7 separate regions of the Mus musculus genome follow, and regions 2, 3, 4, 5, 6 and 7 are each linked to region 1. Evidence: chromatin contacts called from public ChIA-PET, Hi-C and HiChIP or PLAC-seq data. All regions are on one chromosome and are shown on one strand. Each heading gives the region's core, a stretch centred on a gene start, on an enhancer-like site or on the middle of the called end of the contact. The rest is flanking DNA. Distances are from core to core; before and after follow the strand shown.

What was found. A called contact is a pair of places that touch in the nucleus more often than the background predicts. ChIA-PET counts read pairs in DNA pulled down with a chosen protein or histone mark. HiChIP or PLAC-seq counts read pairs in DNA pulled down with a chosen protein or histone mark.
Region 2: an H3K4me3 HiChIP or PLAC-seq map of bone marrow-derived macrophages shows a contact between it and region 1, with 3 times the contacts expected there. The contact joins the enhancer-like site here to the promoter of Eif2s2 in region 1. A contact is called at or near these places in 9 of 39 promoter capture datasets (the 3T3-L1 cell line, 3T3-L1-derived adipocytes, the C10 cell line and 6 more), 2 of 15 datasets of contacts at CTCF or cohesin (CD8 T cells and large pre-B cells), 1 of 484 Hi-C or Micro-C datasets (bone marrow-derived macrophages), 36 of 115 datasets of contacts at active chromatin or transcription factors (the 230-238 cell line, the NIH/3T3 cell line, the SCID.adh cell line and 24 more) and 4 of 9 other capture datasets (adipose tissue, bone marrow-derived macrophages, liver and 1 more).
Region 3: a contact with region 1 is called in an H3K4me3 HiChIP or PLAC-seq map of the 230-238 cell line, with 2.1 times the contacts expected there. The contact joins the enhancer-like site here to the promoter of Eif2s2 in region 1. A contact is called at or near these places in 5 of 39 promoter capture datasets (erythroid cells, fetal liver, frontonasal cranial neural crest and 2 more), 7 of 115 datasets of contacts at active chromatin or transcription factors (the 230-238 cell line, bone marrow-derived macrophages, embryonic stem cells and 2 more) and 3 of 9 other capture datasets (adipose tissue, liver and pancreatic islet).
Region 4: a contact with region 1 is called in an RNA polymerase II ChIA-PET map of memory CD8 T cells, with 407 read pairs. The contact joins the enhancer-like site here to the promoter of Eif2s2 in region 1. A contact is called at or near these places in 7 of 39 promoter capture datasets (3T3-L1-derived adipocytes, the HPC-7 cell line, HPC-7-derived erythroid cells and 3 more), 1 of 484 Hi-C or Micro-C datasets (bone marrow-derived macrophages), 14 of 115 datasets of contacts at active chromatin or transcription factors (the 230-238 cell line, bone marrow-derived macrophages, embryonic limb bud and 5 more) and 2 of 9 other capture datasets (adipose tissue and liver).
Region 5: a contact with region 1 is called in a Hi-C map of extraembryonic ectoderm, with 2.5 times the contacts expected there. The contact joins the promoter of 2310005A03Rik here to the promoter of Eif2s2 in region 1. A contact is called at or near these places in 5 of 39 promoter capture datasets (the 3T3-L1 cell line, cranial neural crest, frontonasal cranial neural crest and 2 more), 1 of 484 Hi-C or Micro-C datasets (extraembryonic ectoderm) and 2 of 115 datasets of contacts at active chromatin or transcription factors (embryonic stem cells and microglia).
Region 6: a contact with region 1 is called in an H3K4me3 HiChIP or PLAC-seq map of embryonic stem cells, with 20 read pairs. The contact joins the promoter of 9030607L20Rik here to the promoter of Eif2s2 in region 1. A contact is called at or near these places in 9 of 39 promoter capture datasets (the C10 cell line, the HPC-7 cell line, cranial neural crest and 5 more), 2 of 484 Hi-C or Micro-C datasets (CD8 central memory T cells and bone marrow-derived macrophages), 21 of 115 datasets of contacts at active chromatin or transcription factors (the NIH/3T3 cell line, the SCID.adh cell line, bone marrow-derived macrophages and 14 more) and 2 of 9 other capture datasets (adipose tissue and liver).
Region 7: an H3K4me3 HiChIP or PLAC-seq map of the 230-238 cell line shows a contact between it and region 1, with 15 read pairs. The contact joins the enhancer-like site here to the promoter of Eif2s2 in region 1. A contact is called at or near these places in 17 of 39 promoter capture datasets (the 3T3-L1 cell line, 3T3-L1-derived adipocytes, the C10 cell line and 12 more), 2 of 15 datasets of contacts at CTCF or cohesin (CD8 T cells and large pre-B cells), 1 of 484 Hi-C or Micro-C datasets (bone marrow-derived macrophages), 29 of 115 datasets of contacts at active chromatin or transcription factors (the 230-238 cell line, the NIH/3T3 cell line, the SCID.adh cell line and 22 more) and 4 of 9 other capture datasets (adipose tissue, bone marrow-derived macrophages, liver and 1 more).

Annotation. Positions count from the first base shown.
Region 1 is chr2:154,891,486-154,894,185 of GRCm38.p6, forward strand. It overlaps Eif2s2 (eukaryotic translation initiation factor 2, subunit 2 (beta)), which reads right to left and starts at 1,421. Exons shown (of 9, transcript NM_026030.2): 1 at 1,205-1,421. The coding sequence starts at 1,219.
Region 2 is chr2:154,713,323-154,716,078 of GRCm38.p6, forward strand. It overlaps the pseudogene Gm14215. Among named protein-coding and RNA genes, the nearest start is that of Gm14216, 11 kb to the right of the region's middle. Within about 2 kb of position 1,304, at least 18 of the 459 cell types and tissues checked have an H3K27ac peak or open chromatin away from gene starts, as enhancers often do. A contact at or near this core is called in bone marrow-derived macrophages and differentiating embryonic stem cells, where this site is marked.
Region 3 is chr2:154,756,553-154,759,252 of GRCm38.p6, forward strand. All of the region lies in intron 1 of Gm38598 (a long non-coding RNA gene), which reads left to right. Among named protein-coding and RNA genes, the nearest start is that of Gm38598, 8.8 kb to the left of the region's middle. Within about 2 kb of position 1,364, at least 11 of the 459 cell types and tissues checked have an H3K27ac peak or open chromatin away from gene starts, as enhancers often do. A contact at or near this core is called in the 230-238 cell line, where this site is marked.
Region 4 is chr2:154,731,615-154,734,314 of GRCm38.p6, forward strand. No RefSeq gene overlaps it. Among named protein-coding and RNA genes, the nearest start is that of Gm14216, 7.2 kb to the left of the region's middle. Within about 2 kb of position 1,322, at least 83 of the 459 cell types and tissues checked have an H3K27ac peak or open chromatin away from gene starts, as enhancers often do. A contact at or near this core is called in the 230-238 cell line, the HPC-7 cell line, bone marrow-derived macrophages and 1 more, where this site is marked.
Region 5 is chr2:155,098,781-155,101,480 of GRCm38.p6, forward strand. 2310005A03Rik (RIKEN cDNA 2310005A03 gene) reads right to left here and starts at 1,299. Exons shown (of 3, transcript NR_040634.1): 1 at 1,248-1,299; 2 at 331-455; 3 at 1-227. Gm45609 (a long non-coding RNA gene) reads left to right here. Exons shown (of 3, transcript XR_001783519.2): 3 at 1-730.
Region 6 is chr2:154,675,212-154,677,957 of GRCm38.p6, forward strand. It overlaps 9030607L20Rik (a long non-coding RNA gene), which reads left to right and starts at 1,328. Exons shown (of 2, transcript XR_866878.2): 1 at 1,328-2,746. The region is part of intron 1 of Chmp4b (charged multivesicular body protein 4B); the gene reads left to right.
Region 7 is chr2:154,695,305-154,698,168 of GRCm38.p6, forward strand. No RefSeq gene overlaps it. Among named protein-coding and RNA genes, the nearest start is that of 9030607L20Rik, 20 kb to the left of the region's middle. Within about 2 kb of position 1,532, at least 22 of the 459 cell types and tissues checked have an H3K27ac peak or open chromatin away from gene starts, as enhancers often do. A contact at or near this core is called in the 230-238 cell line, T-cell acute lymphoblastic leukemia and epiblast stem cells, where this site is marked.

The DNA of each region.
Region 1 (2,700 bases), core at 171-2,670:
TTTTATTAGAGGCACTGTACAACTCTAAGCTCCAATTGGCTCATCTCTAAAATGGACTTACAGGAATTTATTTTACTGAACCCTGGAAACCAACTTAAACTAGAACTAGTTCCCATGAAACAAATCTCTAATTCCTTAATGTAGTTACCTAAGTCCTCCATAAACTAACCAGCATCTACTTCAACCAAACTAGTGAATACTTCACTTTCTATGCACTTTCTCCCTTCTTGACCATAAACGCCTTGTGATCAGTTTTCTCATTGGTTGAGAAAATTCTGATCATTTCTAGAGCCCATTCAAAAGCCAACTCTGCACAGAACCTTCAACTATTCCTCTTACCCCTCCCCTAGGCCTGTAAGTCAAGTAAGTCACAAATTCTTCGTAAAGTACTTCCTTGGGGCTAGGATTAGGCTTCTAGGCCCAATGCTAAGCAATATCTAAGCCAAGACCACTCTTTTTTCTTTAAAGTCATTTAATGGTATGTGAACTAGGATAAATCTGGAAAAGGCAAAACCCAAAAAGATTTAAAAGAAAAAAAAAAGACACAATAAAACGGGGGACGGGGCTTGAAAAATTCTGAGATCCAAACCCAGTCAGTTTCACAGCCGGACCTTCCTGCTCACCTCGCCTGTAAAGGAAACTTTGGGACTCGGGCCCGAAAACTTTTCTCGAAAGGTGGTCACTTCCTGAGACTTAAAATATCTTCTCCTCTGGCTCTTTGGGTTCCTGTCTTAAGAAATAAGGCCTCGAGCGGGAAACGGGAGCGAGATATCCGCCCGGAAAAGGCAGCCTACAAAGTTTTAACCTCGGTGCTCCACCGGAACCGAGAGGGGCCTCGCAGGGCACCCTGACCCCTCAGCCGTGAGAGCCGAGGCGGCTATGTGTGTGAGGAAAGGAATGCCGGGGCGGCCGGGCAAACTAACTCGGCATTCAACCCCTTTCCGAGAGGACGGCTCAACACGCTCTCCATTCCGAAACGCCGATCACCGTGGGAGACAGGCCTCGCCGCCGCCCTGAGGAGAGCCGAGGGAGACCAAGTCTGAGGATCCAGAGTCCTCGCCGGCTCCACAGCTCCGGGACGCCTAGGCCGGGCTGCTCCACATGGCGGCCGGCTACAGCTAGGCCGCAGGCCCGGCTTCTCACACAGGTGTGGGTTCGGCTTCCTGCCTCAGTCCTTAGCCCTAACTCCAGCTCAGCCTCTCACCTCGTCCCCGGACATGGCTGTAGTTCGAGCGGGTTCGGCAGGGATGAAAAGTCAAACCGGTCGGCTTCACGGCCCGGAGTCAGCGTAGCTCCCACCGATACTTCTCACAGCACCGCACTAGGCTCTTGCATCAGCGAAAGGGAGCGACACCCCGCCCTCCTCTCAAACGTTGGAAGTGCGCCTGCGCAGAGCTCGCCAAAGCGCAGGCGTACAGTAAAGCCAACCTTACGTGCTTCTCGTGGCGCGAGTTATTCGGCGACTCCCCGGCGCCGGGCATACTGGGACTTGTAGTTTGGCTAGAAAAGACCGGCGCTTGTGCGCTTCGGGAGTTTCGAGGGCGTGCACGACTGTTTTAAACATGTCAGGATGTTCGGGTTCTTGTGCTGCTGGTTACCTAAGAGGTTCGAAAAGTGCTGTGTTGCTTGTAAAGTGAATTTGGGGCCATTTTTCAGGTTTAACTTAGTGGAAACCCTAATATGAACCCGTGGAGCTGAGTTCACGCTTTCCCCTAGAATCGGTCTAGTATTCGAGGAATGCACCTCAGTAGAAGCGTTTCACTTCGTGAGAAGTTTAACCTTCTAGCTTTTTACTTCAGAAGATTCTTCCCTGGTTTTCCATAGTTAGACCGAGGAACGAAGCCGTCCTCTGAGGAGAAACAGCCCAGCAAGCTACAGTCTGTCAGGAAGCTTCGAAATAGTCTTAACTAGCTCAATAAAGGGGCTATGTTGAGAAATGTGTAGAGTAGGTAATTAACTTGTTGACGAACTTCATACCATATAAGTAAAGACACTACAACGTCCTAGGCGATATAATCATCTGGGACTATTAATTATGTGTCCTTTTTTGACTAAAGCTTCCTTATATGGTACATGACTCCTTGTTTATGGAGTCTTTGCTAGACAATTCTGGATGTATCATCTATTTTCCCTGGGGAGATACAGCTGCCATTTAGGAAGGCCTCGGAGTATGCGCTTGTAGTTAAAAAACAAAACAACAAAAAAACACCTGTGTTTGTAACCACAGGGAACTGCAAAGCCCCACTGTTTGAAAGAATGCTCAGCTGGGGCGTCAGGTGATCCACTCAGGTGACTGAAGGGACTGCTCAAGTAAGTAGATGCTATCAGGAGATGAGAGTAATTATCAAGTTTTTAATGCTTCTTGCATAAAAAGAATCAAGTGAGGATTAATCTATGATTAGTGAAAAAAAGCCCTCACGTTAGAAGAGATGGGGAAAGTACTTAGTGATTTTTGTAGTTGGCAAAATGTTCTTCTTGATTGATTTTTGTATTCATACCTGATTACTGAGTTTGTCTTTGTTTTGGTCTACTGGAATTACAAAATGGTCTGTCTGAGCTGGGTGTGGTAGCACTTACCATCCTAGCTCTTGAGAAGTAGAGGCATGAATATCAGAATTTCATAACCAGCCTGGACTACATAAGATTTTATCTTTTTAAATTAATCAATTAATTGATTAATATACTTTACATCTTGACCAC
Region 2 (2,756 bases), core at 54-2,553, 180 kb before region 1:
GTGAGCTACTGGCGATCGAACTCAGGACCTCTGGAAGAGCAGACAGCGCTTCCCCTCTTCCCCCACCCCTGGACACACGACACACACACACACACACACACACACACACACACACACACACACACACACACAAAGAAGCTTTCTTCATCCTCAAGAGAGAAAGCAAGCTCACTGATGCCTCACTTGAGAATGCTGTCATCTTGGGCCAGTTCTCTCTCAATTCATTTCAACTCAACTAGTCTCTTTCTCTGCTGCTCTTCCCTCCTCCTCTGCCGGGGGTAGGGTGGGGTGGTGGGTGGTGGTGGTAACCGTAGTGCTTGGCGCCCTATGCCAGGCCGAGGATCAGAGCTGAGTACCGGCCGAACTTGAAGAGTGGAGAGACCTGAACTGGGAGCACCATTTTGTCCGTGACCCTTGCGCCGGAAGCTCAATTCCAGACAGTGCTCTTAACCGCTGAGCCATCTCTCCAGTCGAATGAAGCGGGGTGGGAGGGGAGTGGGCCTTATGTGTGCGCATTCTGGAGTTCTCTCAGAGGCCTCAGAGCCAGAAATAAAACAAAACAGGACATACTGACGTCTTCTTTAAATAGTCACCCCAAAAGTACTGTGCAACTGTCCCCATCTTACAGAGGTAGGAACCGAGGCCCAGGAGATGACCTGCTTAATGTGAGGATGATATGGGTCTGAGCTGATGTTCAAGGGCAGACCCACTCAGCTCCAAAGCCCAGGTTCTTGTTTGGATTCACAATGGAGAACAATGACCAAGTTTGATATTAGGGTCCTGAGAACAGCCGGTCTCTTGTTTCAATTTGCAGAAACAGGAACTGGTCTCAGGGCTCCTGGCCCAGAAGCCACCACCAGCAGCCATTACCCCAGAGAAGAGATGTGTAAGGAAGTTGCTGACTCCAGGGGTCAGCGCTGGGCTCCCCTCCCCCCAAAGCTGTCCGCAATCCCCCCCCTAGATTTTTTCTCCAGGCTCCTATACCCTACCTGAGATGCTAGCTCAGAGCAGAGAGCCAAACCCAGCCATAAGCCAGGGGCTGAGCTCTGCCCTGAAGAATCATGTCCTTCATTTTGTCCCCTGCATTTTACACCACCATGTAAAAATTTCCATTAATTCCTCGGAATAAAATGTAGTGGCTGTTAATTTTTGACGCCTGGGAAGTAGCCAGCTGAATGCCTTTTTTATGCCTGAAACTATTTTCCACTATTAGGGAAGTGTAATAAAAAGTTGTCTTTCCTTGATTTTATTTTTTAATTAAGTGGGAAGTTCTGGGCAGCCCTGCTGCTGGAGCTGTGGCCTGCAGCTTGCAGTCTGAGGAAGTAACAGAGAAAGGACTAAAGCCTCTAGATACGGTCTCTACAGGGTCTCCCTCCCCTTTGTTAGGCATTTCAGCTAATCTCATTCCCACTGGGTCCTGGGAGCCTCCCCGGTTTGGGGGGGGCACCCACTCATCTCCAAATTTTTAACCTAGAATGACTCCTGTCTAAGGAAATACGGGGACAAAGTGTGGAGCAGAGACTGAAGCAAAGGCCATCCAGAGACTGCCCCACCTGGGGATCCATCCCATATGCAGACACCAAACCCAGACACTATAGCGGATGCCAAGAAGTGCTTGCTGAAGGGAGCCTGATATGGCTGTCTCCTGAGAGGCTCTGTCAGAGCCTGACAAATATAGAGGTGGATGCTGAAAGCCAACCATTGGACTGAGCACTGGGTCCCTGATGAAGGAGTTAGGGAAAGGACTGAAGGAGCTGAAGGGGTTTTACAACCCCATAGGAGGAATAACAATATCAACCAACCAACCCCTCTACCCCCCCAGCTCCCAGGGACTAAATCACCAGCCAGAGTACACATGGAGGGACCCATGGCTCCAGCTGCATATGTAGCAGAGGATGGCATTGTCTGGCATCAGTGGGAAGAGAGGCCCTTGATTCTGTGAAGGCTTGATTCCCTAGTGTAGGGGAAGGCCAGGGAGGTGAGGTGGGAGTGGGTGGGTGGGGGAACAATCTCATAGAAGCAGGGGGAGGGGGATGGGATAGAGGGCTTGCAGAGGGGAAACTGGGAAAGGGAATAATGTTTGAAATGTAAATAAATAAAATATCCAATAAAAGGAAAGAAAAGAAAACAAAAGAAGAGAAAAGAAAAGAAAAGAAAAGAAAAGAAAAGAAAAGAAAAAAGACTAAAGCCACTACACCTTTCCCAAGGCCATTTCCACAGCTATACTCTAACCCTCAGAAGCAGCCAGAACCACTGACCCGGCCCAAACCATAAAGAACCCTGAATTTTCTTATTTCCCAAGGCTGTGAGAGACAGTGTGGGCTCTGATTTCAAACAGAGCTGTAGGCATAAATTTTTTTGCAACCTACTTTTAATAAGGGTTCAACCTCTCCTCAAGCTCACCACCCAGCAGAGGTCGTGGAAGAGAAAAGTTATTAGGATGTGGGGGAAGTGGACCTGCTCAGCAATAGTTCTTTGGGGGCGAGCTTGATCTCCGTTGGCAGCCACTCAGTCCCATAGCAAACACCAAATATGACTCAGCAGCTGCAGACCAGTCCTGTAGGCAGGCAGACCCCAGGCATGAACCAGCAGCTATAGTCCAGTCCTCTCAGCAAGCAGACACCAGGAGGCTGTAGTTCAATCCTGAAGAAACCACCAGGCTCGCCAACCAGCCTGAGGTGAGGCTGCAGAAATGGCAAGCTGGCGAAGGAACCACTCAGTGGCGGGTGGCGTTACAAGTTAAGCTCAAAAACAAC
Region 3 (2,700 bases), core at 114-2,613, 130 kb before region 1:
GCGGGGGGGGGGGGGAGAGGATGCATAGGGAGCCCAGAGGACAACCTGGTGTCATTCCTCAGGAGCTGTCCACTTGGCTTTTGGAGGCTCTGGTTTCTGAGTCTCAATAACTAGGCTGGATAGACTGGCTGGCCAGAGGAGCTGTCTGTCAATACCTCCCCAGCACTGGTGATTGTGATCATGACTACAAGGACACTCCACCATGCCTGGCTTTTTATGTGGGTGCTGGGGATCAAACTCGGGTCCTTGTGCTTGACTCTAGTAGGGACTTTACCGTGATGGCTTTAATGGTCAACTTCACATAATCTAGAATCACTTGAACAGTGTGTCCCAGTGAGGAATGGCCTACACCAGGCTGGCCGGTGGTGTATCCATCAGGGGTTGTCTTGATTACCTTAAGTTAATTAATGTGAGAAGACCCAGACCAGTGTGGGTGGCATCATTCCCTACGCTGGAGGCTTTTGGAGAGAAACTCAACAAGAGAGAACCCAGGGGATTTCAAATCAGGTGCACAGAGTGGAACCTGTTGAGAACAATGATCTTGCTTGGTGTGAATTTTCTCCATTCCTAATGTACCCCAAACTTCTTTTCTTAGTGCTGTTTTTTAAATTTGTTTTTGTTTGATTGGTTTTTTTTTTTTATTGTCTTTAAAAAAAAAATAGGGTCTTGCTATATAGCCCAGGCTAGCCTGGAACTCACCATTCTTCTGCCTGTCTCCCCTGCACTAGAATTATAGGTATGTGCCATCACAGCAGACTTAGGGCTGATTTAAAATTTTTCTTTTTCTTGTGCTCTTTCACTCCCTCTGTATGCCTGTATTTTGAGACAGTGTCTAAAGCCAATTAGGCTGGCCTTAAAATGGCTACGTAGCTAAAGATGACCTTGAACTTCTGATCCTCTGGCCTTCACCTCTCAAAAGCTGAGGCCTATACCACTAAGCCAGGTTTGTGCTTGAGATGGCATCCATGGCATTGTGCACGCCAGGCAAGCACTTTACCCACAGAGCTACATCCTCCGCCCGCGAAATCTGCCTCTTACCAACAAATGTTCATTTCCAGACAGGTTCTTTGAAATATGTGGGATTAAGGCCCATTTAGAGAAAACCATCTACGTCAAGCCTGATCACGCACCCAGGAAACTCAGCAAGTAGAACGGCAGTTGATTTTTTTTCTCTACCAGTCACTTTATGAGACCAGCTCAGTGCAGTGTTGTTGCCTGATGCAATTACACATGTAACCCAGATGTCCCCCATCTGGTGGCTCTTGTCAGATAGGCTCAGGTTGAGAGACTTGGCCTATAGGTCCACAGGTCCTTCCTCAGGTGCTGGGAGCCCCCAGGGGACTCCTGCTCTGTAAAATGTGCCTCCCAGGGCCCTGGTTCTGTTATGAATGTCAGTGACACAGATGTGAAACTCAGCCACACATAGAGTCAGTTTCGAATCACAAAACGCGCTCATGGGTATAATTAGATTTTTTTTTTCTCAGTTGGTAAAAGTTTTAAATACAGACGAGAACAGAGAATAATCTAATAAATGTCTGTGCCCTCTACACTTGGTGTTACCATTTTACAATGTTTTCTTCTGATTAAAAACAATATCTGATAGGATATAAAGTGAAATCTCTTGTACATACCCACCTCCATAGAGAAACCCACAGGAATTTGGTATCTACCTTTCTTTTCACACATGTAATGTATCATATATGCCTGTCTTGCATGGCTTTAAGATGCACATAATAGAATCGTATTTTATTTTCTACAACAGGCTTTTAATGCAATAATGTGTACTTGAGAGCTATTTTGATGATATATGTAGACACAGATATATACAGTTCATTCATATTAACTGTTATGTAGCAGTTCATCACATGAATATTTATAAATTTGTCTATGCAAAGCTCGTTTGTAGACAGTTAATGCTTTTTACAAATTTTCCTCTGTGACAGACAATGCAGCAAAAAGCAAATATTCTTGTATGTATTTTCTGGACACACATGCAAGAGTTTCCTTTCTAAATTTCTAGAAGCGGAATTACTGGGACTTTCATGCTCTGCAGACTAGCCTGGGCTTGCTTTCTAGTTAGCAGCAGGGCTCTAAGATCAGAATCATGCAGAGCTTCTGGTGGCTCAGGCACAGACTGGCAGAGTAGTGGCTTCTGCCTCCTTCTGGTGGCCAGATCAAGTCTCAAGGCCAGTTTAGACTCAAGGAATAGTATGATGAGCTGGAGAGATGGCTCAGCAGTTAAGAGCACTGCTATTCTTCCAGAAGACTGGGGCTCAAACCTACATGGTGGCTCACAAGCATTCATAACTCCAGTTGTAGAGGATCTTCGGATCTCTATGGGCACTGGACATACATGTTGTGTGCACGCACACACACAAGCCAGCAAAACGCTCATTCACACAAAATAGCAAATACACATAAGATAAAACAAATATTCTTAAAAAAAAAAAAAAGAGCTTGTTGCTTTTTTCAGAAGACCCAAGTTCTGTTCCCAGTGCCCATGTCTATTGCTTCACAGCTCCAGGGTATCTGGTCCCCTCCTCCGAGCTCCTTACACCTCTTCTCACATGGGCATATGATCCTCCCCAGCCATACAGCATAATTTAAAGCAACAGAGCTAGGCAGCAGAGTGGTGCATGCCTTTAATCTCAGCACTTGGGAGCAGAAGCTCCTAAATGGATGGATCTCTGTGAGTTCGAG
Region 4 (2,700 bases), core at 72-2,571, 160 kb before region 1:
CACTTCTAATGCGTGAAAAGCCCTGGTTCCGCGCCCAGCACTTCATAAGCCAGGTGTTGTGCAGCACTTCATAAGCCAGGTGTTGTGGCACAAACCTGTAAGCCCGGCACTGGGGGTGGGGGAGGCAGGGGATCAGAGCTTTAATATCATCTTCAATTAAACAGTGAGTTCTGAGCCACCCTGGGCTACATGATCAATCTCTCCTCTCCTCTCCTCCCCTCCCCTCCCTTCCCCTCCCCTCCCCTCCCCTCCCCTCCCCTCCCCTCCCCTCCCCTCCCCTCCCCTCTCTCTCTTTGAGAAACCAGACAGTGTCTGTTTTGTTCCTAGGGGCCATTTTGAGTCTATAGCCAAGTTAAGTTTCTCTTTATAATAAAACTTGAGTTTCTGTTTCTCAGAACTGAGCTGAGCCCTACCCCATTAATGAACAGCAAACCAACCCCCAGGAGCCACCTGTTCTCTGGAATGTTGCATACCCTTTGTTCTGTGACCCACTTTCCTTAATTGCCTGGTCTTGCTTCTGTAACCATGCTTATGTGAAAAGTCCCCTACCCTAGGATTTTTGCCTTATCTAAAGGACTTGAGAAATTAGGTCGGGGCCTCATGAACTTGGCCCCAGAGGGAGACAGATGCCAGATTCAGCTTCGATGTGTACACAGAAAAACCTTGCTTTAATTTTGGCCATAATCTGGGTTGGTGGTCTTTCTCCTCGACTCTGTGGGATTAACAGTGTGTGTGTGTGTGTGTGTGTGTGTGTGTGTGTGTGTGTGTGTGTGTGTGTGTGTGTGTGTGCTGGGAGATAGCTCAGTTGGTGAAGTGCCTGTGGTACAGGCATAGTTCAGATACCCAGGCATGTCCATGTGCTGGCATGGTCACACACATTTACAGTCCTAGGGCTGAGCAGTAGAGACAGGCAGATTTCCAGAATCAACGTAGTCAATCTGAGAGTGCTTGCCTCAGTGAGAGATCTTGTCTCTAAAGATATGGTGGAAAGGGATAATGACAGGGGAAGATATCTGATATTGACCTCTGACTTCCACATGCATATGTGTACACGTGCATGCATGTATATACACAGTCACACAAACACACATTCATACAGTACCCCCCAAAACTGGGGGGGGGGAAGACTTGAAGGTAAAAAGCTCGAATATTTTGGACTTTAAATGTCCCTGAAGGCATGTGTATTAGAGAGTCTCCTCTGTTCACTAGCAAGCAGGACCTTTCTGTTGCTGATAGCTCAAGTCTCTTGGTAACTCACACATGACTGTGTGCCTTCCGGTTTGTCGATGCTTTGGTCAGACAGTACTAAACCACAGCCATGAAGCTGCAACACCGTGACTCATCGGAAGGGACTGTCAGTGAAGATGGGCAAGCTGTCTGTTTCCCCTCACTTTACAATAGTTCAGTACAGAGACGCAGCCTTCTTTTCTTTCATGCCCGACCTTTAGAGGGTGATCAGATTCCTTCCTTAGCACCACCACCAAGTCAATGTGAGGTGAAGGGGTTTCCTCTTGATTGTCATAATCAAAGTAGGTCACCTTCTAGTCATTTGCCAGAGACAGCTTTTGCAGTCAGGAGGAATTCCCTCCTCATCCTGGGCTCCCTTCACCTTTATACTTGTCTTTTCTTTCTAAAAATCTCTCTGCATACGTTTGTGAGCTCAGGCTTGTATGGTCTACAATGTGAGTGCAGGGCATCTTGGGGAATTCCTGCCCTCTCTCTTATTAGAGACAGTTCCTTTGGTTATCACTGTGCCTCGTGCTAGGCTTGCTGACCTGCCTGCTCCAGGGGATTGATTCTCCACTTCCCACATCCCAGGAGGAGTGCTGGAGACTCAAATGCAGGTCCTCACACACATAAGGCAAGTGCTTCACCCACTTGAGCCACTTTCACAGCCTGGATTTCACACGGTCTATAGTGTCTGAAGTCTCAGTCCACATCACCATGATAGTCTTTTCTTCTTCTTCCTGTAAAAGGTTTTAGAATTTTGAAAGGCCTTTAATCCTTTGTTGAAATAGGATCTTGCATTGTAACTCAAGTCTGCCTCAAACTCACTATGCAACATGGGCTAGCTTTAAGTAACTAATCCTCCTGCCTCAGCTTCTTGAGTTCTGGGATTATAGTTGTATATCATCATGCCTGATTCATAAAACTGTCGAAATGTGTTGGGACGCCGGGCATGGTGGCGCACGCTTTTAATCCCAGCACTCAGGAGGCAGAGGCAGGCGGATTTCTGAGTTTGAGGCCAGCCTGGTCTACAAAGTGAGTTCCAGGACAGCCAGGGCGACACAGAGAAACCCTGTCTCGAAAAAACAAAATAAATAAATAAATAATTAAAAAATGTGTTGGGACATGGAACCCGGTGAGCCACCTCAGGTTATGAGGGTATATGTATATATATATGTGTGTGTGTGTGTGTGTGTGTGTGTGTGTGTGTATGAAGGAAACAGTAAAATCCCTGTCAGGTTCTCCCACCTGTAGCGGATTCTCTTACTTGTAGTTCTCCACTGATACAAGTGCCATAGTCCTGAAGAGAGACCCTGACAGTAAAGAGCTGACCCTGCTGCAAACAAGGAAAGATAGGGGCCATGGAGCAGAACCCCGGGAAGACGAATGGGGATTGTCACAGGAAAAGGAGAGCAAACGCCGGTTTCCACGCAGGAAGTGGCAAGTGCTCGTTCGAGCATATATTTTCACTTT
Region 5 (2,700 bases), core at 49-2,548, 210 kb after region 1:
TGATCCTGGACAGACTGCATCACCTCATGGACATTTTTTCATCTGTGAGGGGAAGATTTCCTGGCAGTGGTCTGAGAAATGGTGGCAAGGACTGAAGGAGTTACATGCATGGAGAGTACTGTACCACCAGTTGGGCAGAGATGGAATTGCACTTCTTTTTGCTCTGTCTTTTCATCATCTTAGAAGTGGGTGGAGCCTCCTCTTCATAATTCCTACAGGGTTTAATACTGAGGAGAAACTTTGTAAAGTAAAGGATTTTTAGGGTTGGGGCGGTGGCACAGTAGGTAAAGCGCTCGCTGTGTCAGCCTGAGGACCCGGGCTGGTACTTACAACAAAGCATGGTATGATCATCAATAATGCCAGCACAGTTGCATAACGACGGGCACATCCCCGGGGAATCAGCTGCCAGCCAATCTCATGCTAGGTTCAGTGAGCAATTTCTCCCCAAAAATAAGCTGGAGAAGGACAGAGGATGACGCTGAACTTTGACCTCTGGCCTCCACACACATGCATGAGTGAGTGCACCCACATCAACACACACACACACATGTGAAAAACAAATCTTTTAAAATAATAATATGGGTCCCTAAGTACTGGAATTGAGAACAGTGCCTACATCCCAACGTTTGTAAGATGTCAGTGGACTGCAGAATAAGTGTGGGGATAGTCCTCATGGTAATTATTTGAAGTTTCTTTCGGGCGGTAGTAAATGTCAAATTCTTTCCATTAACCATCTCTATCGTCTTTGTTCCTCTGCAGGGGCTGAGTCAGCCTGTTGGGTGACCCAGGCCTGCCCTAGGGGAGGGAGGAAGCTACACAACTAAGTCCTTTGAGCCTCACCCCTGGCCAGAGGGCATCAGCAATTGGAAAGTAGCCCGGCTTTATGGGGAAACAATGGTACCAGCCAGCTGCGGGTGAAGCTGGGCTGAGCCGCCTGGCCTGATCTGGTGCGTGTTAAGAAGGGTGCCCCTCACACCTGAAGGGTCCACTTCACTTGAAGACAACTTAAGTATCCATCAATCAGAGACAATTCTTAAAGCACTTTGGAAAGGGTGGCTCAAGAGAGTCAGGGAATGTAGGAAGGGAACCCCCTGAGCATTCCCCATGAACAGCTCTATGCATGAAATCCCCCAGTCTCCCTGCTAGAGGACCTCAGAGTCCATGGAATTGAACTATTCTGGCACATGGGGGAGAAAACAAAGGATCCCTAAGGGGCCGAAAGCTGTCTGAGGTCCCATATTACTAACAACCACAGAGCTGGAGCTAAAATCCGGGTTCCCTTTGACACGCCGAGTCCACACCGAGAAGCGATGTGTGCATAGCCTTTTATGAGCACACTCAAGTCCACATCTCTGACGAGTGTCCATCTGACACATAAGATAGTGTCTGGTCACCTGACCCCTGGAATCTGAAGCATGCGTGTCTCCAGGACAGACTCTTGCCTGTCTGACTGTCAAGTCTGTAATGCAGTAATTGCCAGAGTTCAAAGCCTGCCTCTAGAGTCTGGAAAAATAGCCCATAGATAAAATACTTGCTATACAAGCACACGTTCCAGAGTTCAAATCTCCAGAACCCATAACATCCAGGTGTGGCAGTAAGCTTCTGTAGTCCCAGTGTGGGAGTGAGTAGATAGAGGTGATCCTGTGGGTGGGGCTTTCTAGCAGGTCAATCTAGTCAAACCATTCAGCTGCAGTTTCAATGAGAGACCTTGTCTCAAAAAATCAGGTGTGGAAGCAATAAGGAAGACACCCATTGTCAAGCCGTGACTTCAACTTACACCAGTGTGAGCAGGCACATCCCCAGACGTGTGTGCATTCACATATCACACATACTTGCACACAAACTCACAAAGCTCAGGGATAACACTTCCTATGGGCGTGACCTTGGATAAATTAGTTTATTGCTTTGGTGGCTCCGAGATGGCCCTCAGTGATCTTTACCTCAGGGTGTCTATGCCCTTACGTGGACAGTTTTCTGGGGAAGGGGGGAGGAGGGGGGAGGGGGGGGGTTCCTCCCACAGGGTATCTATTCCCTGTTGTAGGCAGTTCCTTCTCACGAATGCGACTGGCCTCTGTAACCACTGAAGGATTGCAGAAGTGAGAGCCCAACCTCAGGTCAGAGAAGCCATGAGAAGTTCTATCTTGCTCTCTTGAGCCACTGGCTATGGGGAGAGTCAGCTCCCATGTCAAGCTGCTCAAGGAAAGAGCCACACAGCTAGGGGCTGAGTCCATTTTCTGCTGCTATAACACGTATAAAGAAGTTTAATTGGCTCAAAGTCCTTGAGCTCTCTGCTGAGGGCCTTCTTGCTGCATCATGACTCAGATGCATGGAAAAAAAGGAACAGGGTGTGTGTGTGTGTGTGTGTATGCTGGGGCTGTTGGTGGGGGCTGGTCTTGCTCTTGCTTCTGATGATCAACCCACTCCCACAATGCTGGCTTTAGTTTCCTGATATGATTAACCTCCTGACAACCTCCCAACACTTTCAGAATAGCATCAACATCAGAAGAGGCATTCAGACCATGTGTTACAAGTACAGAGACGCCGGGTGGTGGTGGCACACACCTTTAATCCTAGCACTTGGGAGGCAGAGGCAGGTGGATTTCTGAGTTCGAGGCCAGCCTGGTCTACAAAGTGAGTTCCAGGACAGCCAGGGCTATACAGAGAAACCCTGTCTCAAAAAAACCAAAACCAAAACAAAAC
Region 6 (2,746 bases), core at 78-2,577, 220 kb before region 1:
GAGTCAGCTGTTCTGTCTTGTGTTGTATAGGTCCGGGGGAATTGAACTTACATCATTAGTCTTTACTCACAGAGCCCCTTGTTTTTTGAGACAGTGCTCAATTTATGCAGTCCAGGAACCAGAACCCAGCAGTCTAACAGCTGTATCTTCAGCACTCCTGCCTGTATTTGAGACAGGATCTTGCCTAGCTCATGCTGCCCTAGAACCCATGATCATCTCCTGACTTTGCCTCCTAAGAGCTGTGACTGTGGGGCAATGTGTTGTGCTCGATCAGAACGCCTACTTCCTGATCACTCCCTACCCTGCATTCTTTCCTGCACCACTGGATTTTGGCCTACACTGTTGTGACTTGCTCCAGGGAACAGAGATTATTTTTAAACAGTATTTCAGGTTTTGATGATTCTGTGCACTTTAACACCTGTCCTCCAATTGTTGCCTCACATACATGACATGTCACATACATGACACATCTTATCTGCTGTGTCTCCAGGGATGAGCAGGTAGTGGGCTCATGACCAGTCTGCTGTTGCTTTTAGTGCTGGAGACTGAACCCAGGGATTTGCCCGTGCCATTCGAATGCTTTCCTGTCTCAAACTTGGAATGTGGCCAGCATGGAATGGGAGCTTCTGATCGATCACCCCTTGCCTCTTTCCCAGGGCTGGGGTTATAAGCATGTGCCACCACATCTGATTTTTGAAGTGCTGGGATGGGACCCAGAACTTTGCAAACACTAGGCAAATAATCTGTCAACTGAGCTACATCTCCAGCCACCGGTTCTGTGTTTTAGTTGTGGTAAAAAATGTATATATGCCGGGCGTGGTGGCGCATGCCTTTAATCCCAGCACTCGGGAGGCAGAGGCAGGCGGATTTCTGAGTTCGAGGCCAGCCTGGTCTACAAAGTGAGCTCCAGGGCAGCCAGGGCTATACAGAGAAACCCTGTCTCGAAAAACAAAACAAAACAAAAATGTATATAACACAGAAGATAAAACTCATCATTTTAGCATGTAGTGACAGCTCTGTGACATTAAGTACACTTACGTTGTTAAACTGCTCCCTTTACTATTTTTATTTTAAAAAATTTTTTATGAGCATGGGCATTTTGCCTGCATGTATGTCTGTGTGAGGGTGTCAGGTCTTCTAGAACTGGAGTTAGACAGTTGTGAACTGCTGTAGGTCTGGGAATTGATCGTGAGTCCTTTGTGAGTGCGAGTGCAGTCAGTGCTTTTAACTGCTGAGCCATCTCCCAGTTCCTGTGTTTACTCTTTTTTTTTTTTTTTTTTTTTTGCTTTATTTTATGTATATGGATACTTTGCTTTCATGTATGCATGTGTACCATGCCTGGTGTCCAGGCAGGCCAGAAGAGGGTGTCAGGTCCTCTGGAACTGGAATTACAAGTGGATGTCAGCCACCATGCAGGTGCTGAGAGTTGAATCCAGGTCCATTGGAAGAGCAGCCCTGATCTTAACAAGCTGAGCCATCTCTCCAGTCCTCCCGTGTTTACTCTTAAGTAAAACTGTTCTTATGTTTGGCTCCTTCCTGTCGTTAAGATGAGTTCCTTCTCAAAATGTGATGCAGTAGTGGAAGGTTCTGGAGTCAGAGGGACTGAGCGGGATGGAGTTCGGGCGCCATCTCTGGCTAAGTGCGGTTGTTTTGGTTTTCCCTGGGCACAGAGGCTCATTACCCCAGGCCGACTTGGAACTTCCGGAGGATGGCCTTGAATCAAGAGAGTCCTCTGCTTCCACCTCTGAATATGGGGATTACAAGCAGAGCCATTGCTACTCTTGTTATAGGGGCTGGCATTGGTTACTCCGCAGCCAAAGGGTTTACTGACTCGATGACTGTGGGAAAGGGCAGGGTGGGGCTGGGCTCTCTTCTGCCAGTTATCACCGTTTTTTTGACTCCCTTGTAAGTCTACTCATTGACTAGATGGCCAGTATGGTTAATAGTTTTGTTCCTGTAAATTCTTCCTACCTCGTGATCTCCCTTCGCAGATTGAAAACTCAAAAGAATTCTGATTGGCTGCTGGGATCATGTGTTCATGACTAGCCAATCACTACAAACCGGAGCTTTTGAGCTCTGTGGCTAACAGGCCTACCGGACTGTGCATAGGGAAGCGGTCTGTTTGCTAAGGCTGGGGCTTTAAGGGGTCTGTTCATAGGAAACTGTTGTCTGTCTCATTTCTCCTGTTATTGTCCGGCTTATTGTCCTGCTCAGGTGTTGTCTCCTAGATCAAGCTGGGCTTGTAGGGAAAGCAGGAGACCGGGGTTCTGCCCCTAGGCCCCCTCCTTCAGTGGTAACCAGTCAGGATCTGCTGAGCTCTGAGCCCAGGGCTTCAACTTCCTATGCATGAGTGTCTCTGAGCACTTGCTGTGTACCGAGGATCCTGAGGGAGTGGGACATTGCCTGCTCCTCGGGGTACATATTCTATTTAAGCTGCATGCAGAGTAAAAGGAAGACAAGCATCAGGGCTCTGAGGTTTTTGCCCTATTTTTGAACAGACCAATCAAGCACAAGGCTGTCTTCCCAGAAGAAAGTCTTTCCCCCCCTCCCCTGGTTAGCCTGCTGTCTTTTGGACAGGGGAATGTGTCTGTCTCTGCAGCCCTCTCCCTGTGACTCGGAAAGGCCTTGTTAGTTTGGTCTCTTGTAACAGTTGTACACTGGAAGCGTTTTCTGCCGACATTCCTCTTTCCCTACTTCCACGCAGCGTCCCAGCCCCCAGCTCTGTTGTTATCTCCGTTGCCAGGGC
Region 7 (2,864 bases), core at 282-2,781, 200 kb before region 1:
GATGTCAAGTTCAGGGTTGAGAAGTCACCCCCACTCCCCTAGCTTCTCAATGTCCTAAGGTTAAAACCAGGCTGAGTTCACAATGGGATATTGTTATTTTCAGTGTGCCCAGATCAAGCTGCCTACTCTCCTGTCTTAGTCCGACACATGTCAACGTTTAAACATTTGATTGGGGACTTGATTACAGTTTCCATCACCATCATAGCATCCGGGAGCGTGGCAGCAGGCAGGCATGATTTTGGAGCAGTAGCTGAGAGCTCACATCTAATCTACACTTTAGAGCCAGAGTGACTGGGCCCGGCGTGGGCTTTTGAGACCTCAGAGCCTATTCCCCAGTGGGATACCTCCTCCAACATGGCTGTGTCTCCTAATCCTTCCCCAGACTTATCGTTCAAAAGTGAACTGATGGGAGCCCTTCCCGTCCCTACCCCACAGCTCCCTAGGTCTCGTGTTCTTTGAATGAAGCAGCTCCTACCCTGGCTGCCACACTCATGATTGAGACTTGATGCCTGAGTTGAAATTGCCTGGTTTGGGGGAGATTGGGTTTGGCTAATGTCACAAGCTCTACTTGCCAGGGTCTCTCTGCCAACAGGACCGGGGCTCCCAAGCATCCTTTGATGTGGGAAAACCAGAGCAGCCTTTCTTGAGTCTCTCCAGCTGCCTAGAACGTCTCTCCCCTCAGCTCTGACGGGCACAGACACCAGGGCGCTGTCTGGGCTCCCTCCAAGAAAAGGGTGTTTATTTCTACAAGTCATATACCTCGTGCCTGGGTCTGTGGGGCATAGTGCTCACCAGTGTCTAGAAGTTTTTTTTTTCTTTTTCTTTTTCTTTCTCTTTTTCTTTTTCTTTTCCTTTTTCTTTTCCTTTTTCTTTTTCTTTTTTGCTTAGGAAGTTCTCAGGCCTGAAAAGATGTTATTGTACTAGATACTCTGGGTACAAGCAACAGAAGACAGCCAACACATAGAAATGATACTTACTCTAAATTCACTCAGGTTTTTTGTTTTGGTTTGGTTTTTTTAGCACCTACTCTGTGTAGGAACTTGAGTTTACATGCAACAGAGCACCTTGAGGGGACTTGCAGGTTGGTCTCAGGACAGGAAGTCTCGATGGAAGTGTTAGGGTTCAGTGGCTCAACTGTGTTCTCAAGAATAAAGCTCTTTCTGGTGTGATGGTGCATAACTAATCCCAGCAGTAGGACCACAACAAGTTCAAGGTTAGCTTGTTGTGTGTAGTGGTGAGACTGTCTTAAATGCAGCCAGAACAGCCAAGCGTGGTATACGCCCTTAATCCCAGCACTCAGGAAGTAGAGGGAGGAGACTTGAGTTCGAGGCCAGCCTGACCTATATAGATAGTTCCAGGACAGGGCTGCTTAGAGACCCTGCTTCAAAACAAAACAAAAAATGCTTTGCCTCCTGCGCTGCCTAGGCACATGGGCCTTTCCCTTAAACTGCCGCCTCTGGTCCAGGCCCTACCCTGGGTCACGCTCTGCTCCAGAGCAAACAATGGGAGGATCAGCATCTGGCCTTGCTTCACCTCTGCCTGTGTTAATGGATCCCAGAAGACTACACACAGGTCATTTCTGGGTCTCATGGGCCATGTGTCTCATGACTCATTCCTACTACAAGGGAGTCTGGGAGATGGGATGTATACAAAAGAGTCTATTGGGGTTCCCTGCTAAGGCAGGAGATGGACTTTCCTGTCCCAGAATGTCTGATGGTTTGTCTGTGTTTGGGCTAGGGAGTAGCACTGTTAGGAGGTGTGGCCTTGTGTCACTGTGGGCTATGGGCATGGGCTGGGCATGGGCTTTACTACCCGAGTCCTAGCTGCCTGGAAGTGAGTCTTAGAGACCTGCAGATGAAGATGCAGAGCTCTCAGCTCCTGCTGCACCATGCCTGGATGCTGCTACGCTCCTGCCTTGATGATAGTTGGCTGAACTTTTGAACCTGTAAGGCAGCCCCAATTAAATGTTGTTCTTAAAAGAGTTGCCTTGGTCATGATGTCTGTTCACAGCAATAAAACCCTAACTTAAAGACAAAAGTTGGTACCAGGGACTGAAGTATTGCTTGACCATGCTTTTGTTTGGAAGAATGTGGATTTCAGTACTTTGGATTTGGAAAGTGGTGGAATGTTTTAAACGGGGCTTAATGGACTGTCCTAGTAGGAATATGGAAGACTTGCTGAGAGTGACTGCAAACCAGGCCCAAGAGGTTTCAGAGGAGAAGAATATCAGTTTGTAGCATAGAGACTGTTTTTGTGGTATTTTGGTGAAGAATGTGGCTGTTTTTTGCCCTGATTTGAAGAGTCTACCTGGGGCTAAGGTAGAGATTTATATTAATTGTATTGACAAAGGAAATTTCAGAAAAGCCCAGCAGAGACTTTGTTCTCTTGTTAAGTCTTATGAAGAGCGTTTTGAACAAGCTTAGTAAGCTTAGAAAGGAAAAATACAAAATATATGGTATTAAAGGGGCACCAGAAAGTGGAATGGAACTGAATCTTGTGTTTACGGATTATTAAATTGAATTAAGGGAGTGTGGTAACCTTGGGCCTAGATCCCACACAGCAAAGTACAAGCCTTTAATCCCAAGAGGCAAAGGCAAGCAGATCTCTGATTTTACATCCAGTCTTGAACAGAGCAGGTTCTAGGTGAAGAAAAGCTTAAGTCTAGGCATGGTGGTACACCTTCAATCCCAGCATGACAGGAGACAGAGCCACACAGATCTCTGAGTTCAAGGTCAGTCTACAGAGCAAGATCCAGGATAGCCAAGCTTAGGCAGTGAAGGAGTTGGGAAACAGAAAGCTGGTGATAATGTAATGAAACAAGGGGGCCATGTTTCAGCTCCTGCAAGCAGCAGAACTTGGCAGCT